2 separate regions of the Hordeum vulgare genome follow, and region 1 is linked to region 2. Evidence: chromatin contacts called from public Hi-C data. All regions are on one chromosome and are shown on one strand. Each heading gives the region's core, a stretch centred on a gene start, on an enhancer-like site or on the middle of the called end of the contact. The rest is flanking DNA. Distances are from core to core; before and after follow the strand shown.

Region 1 (5,792 bases), core at 182-2,681, 860 kb after region 2:
ATAAGCTACCTATCTAATGGCCACAGCAAAAATTGCATTAGATTCGCAGTGCTGGGCTGTTGATACTCCAAACCAGTCAACAGCCAACATTAGTTTAATAACGACTGAGAATATAGACAAATAAAGGTGAGAATTTCACACAAAAAACGGACATTAAGTAAACACCAGTAGGCAACCCATAAAATAAGTCAATATTGTCATCAAAAGGGGGCCTTTCCTTCACCCAAGCACATAAACCACATGAAAGCCTGTCCACATACCCTACAGCAACCCAACCGAGCAAGCCAAGTCGATCAGGCTGAAAGCGTAAAATAGGAACTTGGAACAATGACAATAACTATCGGTCCCAGATATAACTCAATGATAATAACTATCAGATTGAGAACATCTGGATACAGCAATTGGAACTTGAGCTCATAATTGTTTTCCTAATTTCTCCCAATCATCACACAAAACAATAACCATTTATTCAGCAGACTCGACCTGAGCTTATCAACATTGGAAATAAAAAGAAATCAACAGAAAAGCTAGCTATAACCTCTTTGTGTAAAGGAAAATCAACCACCGTACAGAGTAACATCCATATAGTAGAAACAACTCACAGTAGTAAAATGACTGAAATTTCAGAACCGAAACAGTAAACTAGCTAACGAAATGCACAAACTGCACATCAAACCATCCACTAGACCCGCTGCAGATGTGTTATTGCATTGCAAAGACAAAAAATGTCCCACGATGCAAAAGCAATACTCCTACTAAACGTCTGCAGCTCAGTAGAAACACACCCACCAAGATTCTGAAACTACACAAAACACATAACTTGATAAGCTACCTGCTACCTAATGGGCACAGAAAAAAATGCATTGGATTTGCAGCACTAGGCTGCCCTGATAACCAGTCAACGGCCGACACTAGTTTGATAACGACGGAGAATCTAGACGATTAAAGATCACAATTTCGCACACAAAGACACCATTGCGTAAACCCCAGCCAGCAACCCACGAAATACGTCGATTTTGTCGTGAAAAGGAGGCCCTTTCCTTCACCCGAGCACACAAACCACAAGAAAGCTTGCACGCGACCGCAACGGAGAATAACCCGGCGCTAATCCCCAGACGACGACGCAGTTCAAACCCCGAATCCGCCCAAGCCCGCAGCATTACCCCGCATGGAACCCGATCCCCCGCGCAGACCGACGAGACCCGCGAGCCGCGCCGCGACGAGGACGAGCGCGCGCGCAAGGGGCAAAACGAGAGCCGGCCGAACGGAACGGAAAAACGTAAAACAGGAGGGATCGAGAGGCGCGCGCGCGCGGAGAGGGAGAGGGACAGGAGTACCACCTTCCGGACCGAGCGCGGGCCGACGGCCGACGGCGACGGGAGGGCGGGCAAACCCTAGCGGAGCGGCCGGGCGGCGCGGGTGGCGGGCGGGGCAGTTGGAGCCGATCGAGGAGGCGGGGCGAGAGAGAGAGGGAGAGGAAAGGACGGAGGGAGGAGGCGGAAGGGGTTTATAACGGGAAGGGTTTTTCGGGGGTGGAGGGGTCGCGAATGTTCCCGCTGTGTCTCACTGGCTTCTGGGCCCTCACTCGCCAGCTTGCGGCCGGGCTGCGGCTGGGCTCCGTCGGTCCGACCCACGAGTCCGTCCGACCGACCGACCGACCCATTTGTGGCTCCGACCCCGACGCTGTTCGTCTTTGTTTTCGTTTTCTTTAGAAGAGCCCTCCTTTTCGGCGCGGCGGCGGCGCTCCCCACCCTCGCTCTTGACGGCGGCGCGGCGGCCATCCACCTGACCCTCCGCGTGCTCCGCACCCGCTTCTCCACCACCAGGCCCGTACGTCCTCTTCTGCTCTCCTGGGTGGCGTAGCCCGTGCTCTGGCCTGCACCCCTCCAATCCGCCGCCGGAGCCGTTAGCTTAGCGTCGCCGCCGACGCCACACACCTCTCATGCGCGTCGCTTCCATCGCCGCCCGCCCCCGTTCTGTCTCGTCGCGGCATCGCGCCGCCACTCCGTCCGCAGTATTGGACATTGGTGTTCGAGGTATGATGAGCTTTTAGTCATCCAGTGATTCCTTCAAGAAATTAGTCATCCAGTGATATGAATGGTTAAGCCCGAACTAATGAGCCTCCGAAATGGTGTGCCGGTGACCACCATTTTAGCCTCAGTACCCTAACCTGCAACTGGTACAAGCTTTATACATGTACATCTGTGGATTAGCATGGTCTCATTTATTGATGTTATTTAGCAGTCTGTTCCTTGGGTCAGGATGCACCCCGGAAGCGTCGAATGGAGAGATGTGGGGTTGATGATGATAGTGCTGACGAGGGCATTGGTTCCAACATTGCTTTAGGTGCAGAGGCTGGTAAGGAACCTACCCAAGACAGAGAACCGCAGTAAGGACAGGAAGCAAAAGAGGTCTAAGGAGAATCACAATAAGGGTTTCAAGAAAAAGAAGGCGGACGCGTTGGAAGCCAAGCAGAATCAAGAGACAGAGGAGATGAGGCGGCTGGAGAGTTCACTGTTTGGGCCGATCTATGCGCCACTGAATTTGGGGCTGTGTTGTCGGATCATGGCAGGGATGGTCCTTTGTTCTTCATGAATCGGTCTGCCGGTAACGGTGTTCATGAGGAGAGCTTCTGCAGTGAAGTCGATGAAAATGAGATGGTCAATTAGGGGAGGAAGCCTGCGTGGGTAGATGACGAGGAGGAGAAGACTGAGGTGGACATCTTAAAGGTTGCAAGATTGAGGAAGTTGAGAAAGGAGGCTGATGAGCGTGTGATCTCGGGCAAAGAGTATGAAGCTAGGTTGCACGGTCACCATGCCAAGTTGAACCCCTTCACTGGCTGGGCAGATATGAACAGTAAAGCTCCTCTCCCTGGGGTGTACGATGATGAATTCGGCGAGGACAGCGGAGTCGACCATATTCTTCGGGACGACGATGGGCTTGTTGTCAAGGGTGTTGTAAGCTTCTACCTGGCATATTGGACTTCTCAAGGCTTGTTGATGCTTGATGGTAATGTGTAGGAGCCATCCAGTGGCCCTATCAATTCCGTGCAGTTTCACAGGAATGGACTGCTGATGCTTGTTGCAGGTCTGGATAAATGTCTGAGATTTTTCCAGATTGACTGTAAGAGAAACCCCAAGATCCAGAGCATATTCGTTGAGGATTGTCCTGTTCACAAGGCATCATTTCTACCTGATGGCTCTGAAGTGATCCAATCAGGCAGGAGGAAGTTCTTCTACTCATTTGATCTGGTGAAAGCTGCTGTTAGTAAGACTGGACCCTTGAACGGCCGTGATGAGAAAAGCCTGGAAAACTTTGAGATATCACCTGACTCAAAAACCATTGCATTTGTTAGTAACGAGGGGTATATTCTCTTGATATCTTCCAAAACAAAGCAGCTCATTGGAACCCTCAAGATGAATGGAAACGTGCTCACAAAGTTTTGGATATCCAATCTGCTGTCACTTTGATTTTCTCTCCATGTGCACCACATGTGTGCAGTACATTCAACTTCTTGATGCAGAATGTGTTCTCATGAGCAATTTTTGATGCAGTCATGTAGAATGGACATCCACTTTCCCTTTCCATGCACCACACTATGATCCTATCTTTACAGTTCCTGTGGTAATGAAAATTTCTAAGTTTCCTAATATGATAGTTCCTAAGGGCTCTTCTAAACTAATACACATTAGTAAAGCACAATTTCAAGCAGAGTTCCTCATGAGCATTTGGCCTTGTCTCATCATACCACTTCCTAGTCTTATCCCTCCTGGCTTGGCTCTTTCTTCCACAAGGAAGTGGTATAGCTTCTATACCAGCCTCTTCATCTGAATCACTTATGCCATAGTCTCTAGGGAAACATCCCGAATCATTAGATGGAGTGAAATCAGGAATGACCTTTGTCTCAGCCTGTTTGTGAGATCTTGTAGTTGGTCCTGCTTTTCCAACTATCTTAAAAGTTAGAGGAAGTGTTGTCTCAGGTTGTATGTCTGAGTCCTCAACCTTTGGGCACATCTCTTCCACCTTTGTGTCTCCTTCAAAGTTAATCACATGATCTTCTCTGTGTTTCCTCATCTGCTTCAGTTGATCAATAATTTCATTTTCCTCCTCTACAGCTATGTTATGCTCTTCTGGTTTGTACTCACAGTAGTTGAAATCAACAAATCCTTCATCATCTGATGGGCCATAGTATTCCCGAGCTTTACCCTTGGCCTTCTTCAAATTCATGCCATCCCGTGTGTTCAGAAAAATCAATATGTTCACTTGGTTGTGCAATACATATAGGAATAACATACAACTCCTCACTGCAAACTATTTCAAAAGGAAACAATACCCAACCTCATCTATACTGATGATGTTGGATTGTCCAACCTGGTCTATTGGTATCTGGGCCTCACCTAAGTTTGCTATGTTCAAATCTCCAGGATTAGGCTCAGTAGCCTTTATGACAGTGATGTTCAACAACTTCTCAGGATCATACTGGTCAAGCATCTCCTCTACAACATCTTCAGTGTCTATGACCTGCAATCCTGCTGACCCTTGTCCCTCATTTTTCACATAGAACATGTAGTCGGCTTCAGTATATCCCTCCTCAATCACCATCAGTGCTAACAGTTTATGAATGTAATTTCTGAAAGAGAAATGGTCCTCTCCAAGTTGTCTTTGCCTTGAAAATGAAACCTAATTTCCCATATCTCATCAGTCAAACTATAAAAAATATAAATAGCATCACAATTAACAATCACTGTATATTAATGATAACAAAAGAATCTTACATTGGACCAATCTACTACACATGTAATCCCTAACACTAAATCCATATCAACCAAATAATCACCATACCAAAATGAGAAAAAAAATAATCTAAAATGCAACAATTAAGGAGAGGAGTAGAAACACTTACCAGACGCTGCCGAAACCTGTAGCCCACTCATGACCGTGCCCGACGCCGGAAGCCCTTATCTGGCGGGTCAAGGTCGCCGCCGCACGCTGCTCGATATCAAACTCCGACGACGAAGGAGGAAATGGGCCCGCTCCAGCGAAGCAGCTCGCTGTGTCGGCAAGCTACTGTTGCCGAGCTAGTTGTCCACCTCCGAGAAGCCGTCACCATCACCTCATGTCCCTCCCTCGCAGCCTACTGTATCATCCTCACCGCTCGCTTTACCAGCTGACGCCATGGCTCGAGGGGGAATGGGGGAGAATGAGAGAATCCGGAGGGGGGCAGAGGGAAGGGGGCGTTTATGACCTTGCACTCTCTAACGGCCGTCACTCGCTGGCCGTTACACTAGTCCAACGTGGCACCCGACACGTGGGTCCATTCTGTCGGAAATCGTAGTTAACGGCTTCAAATCGGTCATCTGTGTTTATTGAAAAAAATTACCGTAAAAGTGGTGGATTTTTGAGACGAACAAAGAATGTGGCAATTCTGCTCGACGAACTGCAAATGGGGTGTTTCTTTTTTTTTGTAATTCACTCCGTCTCGTGCGTATCGCCCAGGGCAGCAGGACGGCGTGCCCCATTGCCATCGACCGCTACCTACCTACCAGTGCCGGCTCCTGTTCCAGACGAGACGAGCAGGACGGCGTGCCCCATTGCCATCGACCATTACCAGTGCCGGGTTCCTGTTCCAGACGACCGGGCGACCGAATCACGAGCGGGGGTTGCGGCAATCCATGTTGTGCCGGAAGGCGTCTTCCTCCACCAGGCCCCGGTACGTACGACCACAGCGATGATGCGGTTCCGCCTCTCGACCTGCCTAACAGTTGCGTTGAAATCTTTACAGTGCGAAATTC
Region 2 (5,936 bases), core at 917-3,416:
TTAGTTAAGTTACATAGGTTTATGTAGATTTTTACGTAAGTGTAGCACGGTATCCTTGGGTAACATATGTGAACTTACATTGTGCACTCAGTTGGGCAAACAGCCTGATAACATCTACAGTATTTTTCATCTTGATATAATTTATATCTATACCTCTATATCTATATCTATATCTATATCTATACACCTACTAATAAAGCAAGGATAAATTCTACCCCTATGTCGTTAAATTTGCCTCTGTAGTTGGTATAAATTACCTACCATGCCACCGATAAATGGATAAAAAAACGATTCGTTTTTTCTCTTGACAATTCACCGTCGGATTTATGTTACCTTGCGTGAGCCCTGTTATATTACGGACAACCGGAAGAACTGGGTTCGAATCCCAACTTCCACCTTTTCTTCATTTTCTCTTTAAGCTGAACGTTTTGATCAAAAAAAAGGTTGTTTCTTATTTTAAATAGTCCCATCTCGCCTTCTTACATCTAATGCACCCAATTTATATAGGCTTTTCAGTTTCCTGCTTATCAAGGACCCATCATGGAATCAATAAGCAAAGGCTGAGAATAGAGTTTAAATTAAAGAACGGAATCCATGACACATGCACATTGCACCATTCTATACATGGTCATCAAAAGTATGGAAGGAATTGAATCCAGAGAATTCTCTTATAAAAGACGCTAGGTTCGTAGGATCATAAGATCTGATGTTGGGAGATGCATGCGGTCATTTTATTGATTATTCTCGAGGACCTTACAAAGCAGTACAACAATACGACTGAATCTCTTCCAAATATTTTTACGAATACGCTTTTTTGACATTGAAGTACGTTTTTTTGGAACTGCCATTCAAAAAGGAAATTACTTTTTTCTAGTTGTATGTGAAAGACATCTATTGCTGCAAATCAATCCTTCTTTCTTGTTTTTATGTCGTTACTCTTATCCATATGATGAAGGGGTGCAAGCTGGACCAGCCTTGCAGGTGCCTCCGCCGGCCCGACCAGGCTGGCCAGGCTGGACCCGCACGCCGAACAGGGGAGGAGGGGAGGCGCCAGATCGCGCGCACCGGCCACCGCAAAAGCCGCCGCCGGACGCCAACGACCACCGGATCCCGCCGCCCGCGCGGCCAAGGCGCCGGATCCACCTCCCGCACGGCTACTAGCCTGCCGTGCCTCGCCAATGGAGCCGCCGCTCTAGATCCAGGACTCCGCATGCAGAGGCAGGGCAGCCTAGGCCCCGCCGCCACCATCCTTGGCGCCAGGGGGAGGCGGCTAGGGTTGGGAGGGAGGGAGGGAGACGTGCGTGAGAGTCAGGAAGTATATCGGCTATGTATGCAATGGCAGGGCCTCAGGTGACAATTGTTAACCTATATAGTGCAGGTTCTAGGTTTGTTATACTGAATATGGCTACTGTTCTTGATCATATCATCTTATATCCTATATATGCAAATCAGGCTTTAGGCCACTGGAATTTCACTAATGTTTTTCATTTAGGAAGAGTAGATTGATCCAGTATCAGGTGTAGCATAGTGAACACATTGTCTACCTGCACAGAGATAGTACCAAGCATGATCTTTGGTTTGCCATGTATGACACACTGCAGAGTTATTTTTATTAAGTTGGCATTAGTAATTTTGCATTTTACATGGTTCATGTGCAAGTTACACGTCTGTCGAATAATACTAATAGTAAGTTTATAACGCTGGCCCTGGATCTACTTCCTTGTGGAATCAGGTGTGCGTCGTCCATGGTGGCCGTCGTGTGTGTTGGAGGGCGACCGGAGGTGGCTGCAGAAGTGCGCGTCGTCCGTGGTGGCCCATCATGGGCGTTGGAGGGTGACCGTAAGAGGCTGCAGCAGGCCGGTGTCCGTGGTGGCGAGCACGGCCTCCGCTGCCGGGTGCACAGTGAGGCGCTCGAGGGGTAGGCCCGCTTGCGGCGCAGGGCTTGTCGTGTGTCCCAGCAGGGCACCCGAGGCAGCTGTAGCAGGCCTCTGAGTCTGGTTGATTTCAACACGTCAAGGTGACACACAATATTGCATGTTATGTACTCTTCTTACACTTCCTGCCATTGTTTACTACTAACTATTGTCACTATCCACATTTGAACCTTTTTAGTGTGACGGTCACATCGCACTCTGCAATCCACTCAATTAATTGAATAACCCGCCGATGACAGCCACTTCTTACATGCCAAAGTTATTTTCGATACCGATGGCACATTCAACAAAGGAAGGAGATGAGGGAGAAAGAGAGAGCAAAGAGGAGAGGGAGGTGCAGCGGCGGATGCATGTTCCTCGTGAGCTCCTTCCATTCATTTGCTTCCCTCTGTGTACTTTTGATTTGGTTGTGAGATTGTACTCCATGGTGCTTGCCGGTCCGTGTGTAATTTATTTCGTCTCAACCAAACATAACATGAGGTGCGATTTTTTGCTAGGTATGCTTCTCCCTACCGTCAACTCCTTCTGATTACTCATATAGATATATTTTTCTCATTTTTACTGATGTCCTTTTCTTGCCATATTTTTGGGTGTTCCTTCCTACAACCATATTGACCATTTTCTTTGGATAGCGTAATTCAACTCAGAAAGAACACATAATTTGAGACTGTTTTTGTCCTTCCTACGATCTGTTCAAGTCGATCATTCTTTTCTTTTCTTTTTTTTGCCTGTCATTTTTTAATTTGCTTTGGCAGTGTATTTGGGTTATTTCTTTCTCTGGAGCTTGGGGATATCGGTTGTCTTGTTGGTTCTTTTTACTAGCAGTCGTTCCTTTTCAGTATATGGGAGAGATTACTAGCTTACATATATAGTTTAGTTATTAAGTTTCTAAATAAGTTCAGCCTCAGAGTACAGATTTTGTATTTGTTGCTTATTTAATCAATTGAGATATATTCTCTCCGTTCCGTACAGTATGTTGCATTTAACTTGGAAATTGTGTGCTTATTTCAATACTGGAATGTGACTTTTGCTTGCCGATAGTTTCAGTTGTGGCGTAGTTGCCTACTACTCAAAATGATTTTATATTGTATCATAAATTTCAGGAACTGTATTACAACAGATCATTGGCATTGCAGCTTCAGTGGACATGTATGCTGAATATCCCCTCACTGGACAAGATTGGATTTTAGTGTATACAAGCCCTCCTCTCAGCTGCTCAGGTAGTTCTTCTTTCTCATTATCAATATATAAGTTGGTCACAAAAATTCCACTTTTTCTTTTTGTGGTCAGTACCAGAACCATGTTAGCTTCTGATTGGACCCTTGCTGATCCATTTCAACCACAGTATCAAAACCCAAGTTGGTACAACACCACTTTGTAGTTTTGTACCAGAACCTAGAACCCAGGTCCGGATTCACCCAGAAGTACAACCGAAGACGCGGTCGGCTGCCTGCTGGTCTGGAAACTACACAATATCTTTGGAACCCACTATCCTCTAATGCATGAATCTTTGTGCTCAGTCGGGCTACAACTAATATTTGATCATTTCATCTTATTCTATAATGCAAACAACCTGTTTTTTCATCGCGAGAAAGAACATTAAGAAAATTTTGCTCATTCTATTGTAGCAATAGAGACTGCATGAATAACAGTACCGTGTTTGGCTATTTGTTCTTGTGGCTTCCTGGCCATGGGCGCTTTACTGCTTTGTTCCAAAAAAAAACCTGCTATTTTTGTTCTGCTGGTACAGCTACTCTTTGGCTGGGACATTTTTGCTTGGAGTAACATAAATGAACCTAAAATTTCTTAATATTTTATATCACTTTTTGTATCGATGTCTTGTGCACGCCATCTGGATACTTCAAAAGTATTTACCCTGCTTTCCTTTGATTTGAGTTGTCTTTATGTCAAGGACTATTTGTTTTAATAGATTTAATATCTAAAGTGTCATAATTAATTTTATTTTGATGGCATGTCTTCCATGGTATAAAGACATATTGTAAGAGCTCATGGTACATAGTGATGGTTGGTCTCTAACTCAATCCCAGAATAGTATAATTTACTTTTCCCCAGCCTCTACAAATAGAACAGGCAAGAGTATTCTTCCTACACCCAGGTGGGAGTTTTGACTTCAAATTCTTATTAGTGAAGTTGTGAGGATATAAACCTGACGTGATGAAACTGATATGAAGAGAGAACAACAATTGTACGCAAGCAAGAACTATGTGACATGAATGTAGGCTTCTTTTTTCTTTAAATGGGCTGCAACAAACTCAGTTAGCAGGTAATAAAATGCCACCCATGCACAAGCAGAAAGATGCCCATCACTCACAATATAACAAATCATCAATATTGCTATGCACACGGCAAATCATTACCAAAGTAACATAGCAAAGGCCTAAATTAGATAAGCTTCATCCATGCAGATGTGAGAAAAAATTATGGAGTCTGATTACTGCTACTATATGCAATTCGTTCAAATTAGAGAACAAGGAAACTGAATTTGTTTATTAATCCCACTACTACTGTATGAAATTAGTTATACTTATATAAGTTGGGAGGGAGAGTGTTGTGCTCAGCTATGTGAGACGCCCCAGGTTCTCACAATGAAGATGAGTGCACACTGCACACAAAACATAAATTTGTCATTAGTTGATTTTGTAAATGAGCTGCTCGCTTTCAGAACGACTTGACCTGCTGTACACATTTCTGCGGTGATATAGATCGCAATTGTGCTAATAAGAACAAGTTAATTTATGAGGGGTCTCAAAATTTTAAACAAAAGTGCAATATTTTGATCTTGAGAAGAACATGACAGCACCTCAGATTAAACAACCAGTATATATCTACTTATTAGCGTCATGATGTAATCAGATAAAGGTATATATATTAAACTGGCACATACACATGCTTACAATGCTTGGCTCACCAATGCTTTTTGCGCCATGGGCGCAACGGGTCATCTAGTATAAAGAAGGCAAGCTGTCCAGCATATGCACGTTGCACCATTCTACATGATCAAAGAAAGAAGGAAATGAATAGAGTCGGAATATCTAAGGAACAAAAGATGCCCAGTCCTATTTAAAGGGATCAAATGGGTCATGCACGTTGCACGCTCATTCTATACATGTATAAAATCAAAGGAGGATTAACCAGGGAGAAAATTACATGCACGGTTAATTGGTAGTGGGTTAGCTCTCAATAGTATAAGGGTCTGCATATATTTTGGAAGCTTTTTAACTACGTCTTCAAAATTTAATCAATGGCATTGAATTACTCCCTCCGTCACGGTTTAGAAGGCACGCTTGGAAAATCTCTGGGACCAAGGTAGTCATCGATTGGTTGTGAGATGTAGCAGGTGTAAATGCTAATGCGCCTAATCAACTGAGAAAATACTAGTACTAATGTGTGAGTAGCAAATTGGAAGGGCGCATGCAAGAGTAGTACTAGTACTAATTAATAGGAGTAATTGCTTTCGCGCCTTAAACCTTGTCTATTTTGGAAACGCACGCAAGTTTAACTGTGCCTTCTAAACCGTGACGGAGGGAGTACATATTGATCAATTCTCTCAGGTCAAAAGATGAACTGATTGCATACTTAATTTTAGTGCTACTTCCAAAATGGGTTGCTTTAGCCAATTGAGATGAAAAAAAGTTACGACACTTATCTTAATAACTTCAACAATACTAAGTACATTAAATTTTACTATAACCGGTTATCTCGCATTCTGGTCTTTACTCAATAGCGAAACACGGCATGCAAGTCAAATAATGCATATATTTTCACTTGCAGAAAAAAAAATAACCTACGCATTTGTTTGACTTTTTTGCAAAGATGGTCTTCAAACAACAATTCTTCTTGATGTTTGGGATATTTTACCATACTTAGTAGTAGTTTTAGGAAATAATAGTGATTGTATTAAGAGTGTTGGACTGCAATAAACTTTAATCCCGTTGCAACGGGCCATTTTCCTAGTATAAGATAAAAACAGTAATCGTTGCT

What was found. A called contact is a pair of places that touch in the nucleus more often than the background predicts.
Region 1: a contact with region 2 is called in a Hi-C map of leaf, with 2.8 times the contacts expected there. The contact joins the promoter of LOC123429718 here to the promoter of LOC123425730 in region 2. A contact is called at or near these places in 2 of 6 Hi-C or Micro-C datasets (leaf and seedling).

The regions. Positions count from the first base shown.
Region 1 is chr2H:108,702,242-108,708,033 of MorexV3_pseudomolecules_assembly, forward strand. LOC123429718 (nuclear transport factor 2-like) reads right to left here and starts at 1,432. Exons shown (of 10, transcript XM_045113725.1): 1 at 1,341-1,432. It also overlaps the pseudogene LOC123429719.
Region 2 is chr2H:107,841,708-107,847,643 of MorexV3_pseudomolecules_assembly, forward strand. It overlaps LOC123425730, which reads left to right and starts at 2,167. Exons shown (of 3, transcript XM_045109440.1): 1 at 2,167-2,293; 2 at 3,038-3,154; 3 at 3,280-3,900. The coding sequence starts at 2,167. The coding sequence ends at 3,440. LOC123425384 (loricrin-like) reads right to left here. Exons shown (of 7, transcript XM_045109077.1): 6 at 4,840-4,944; 7 at 4,271-4,557. The coding sequence ends at 4,860.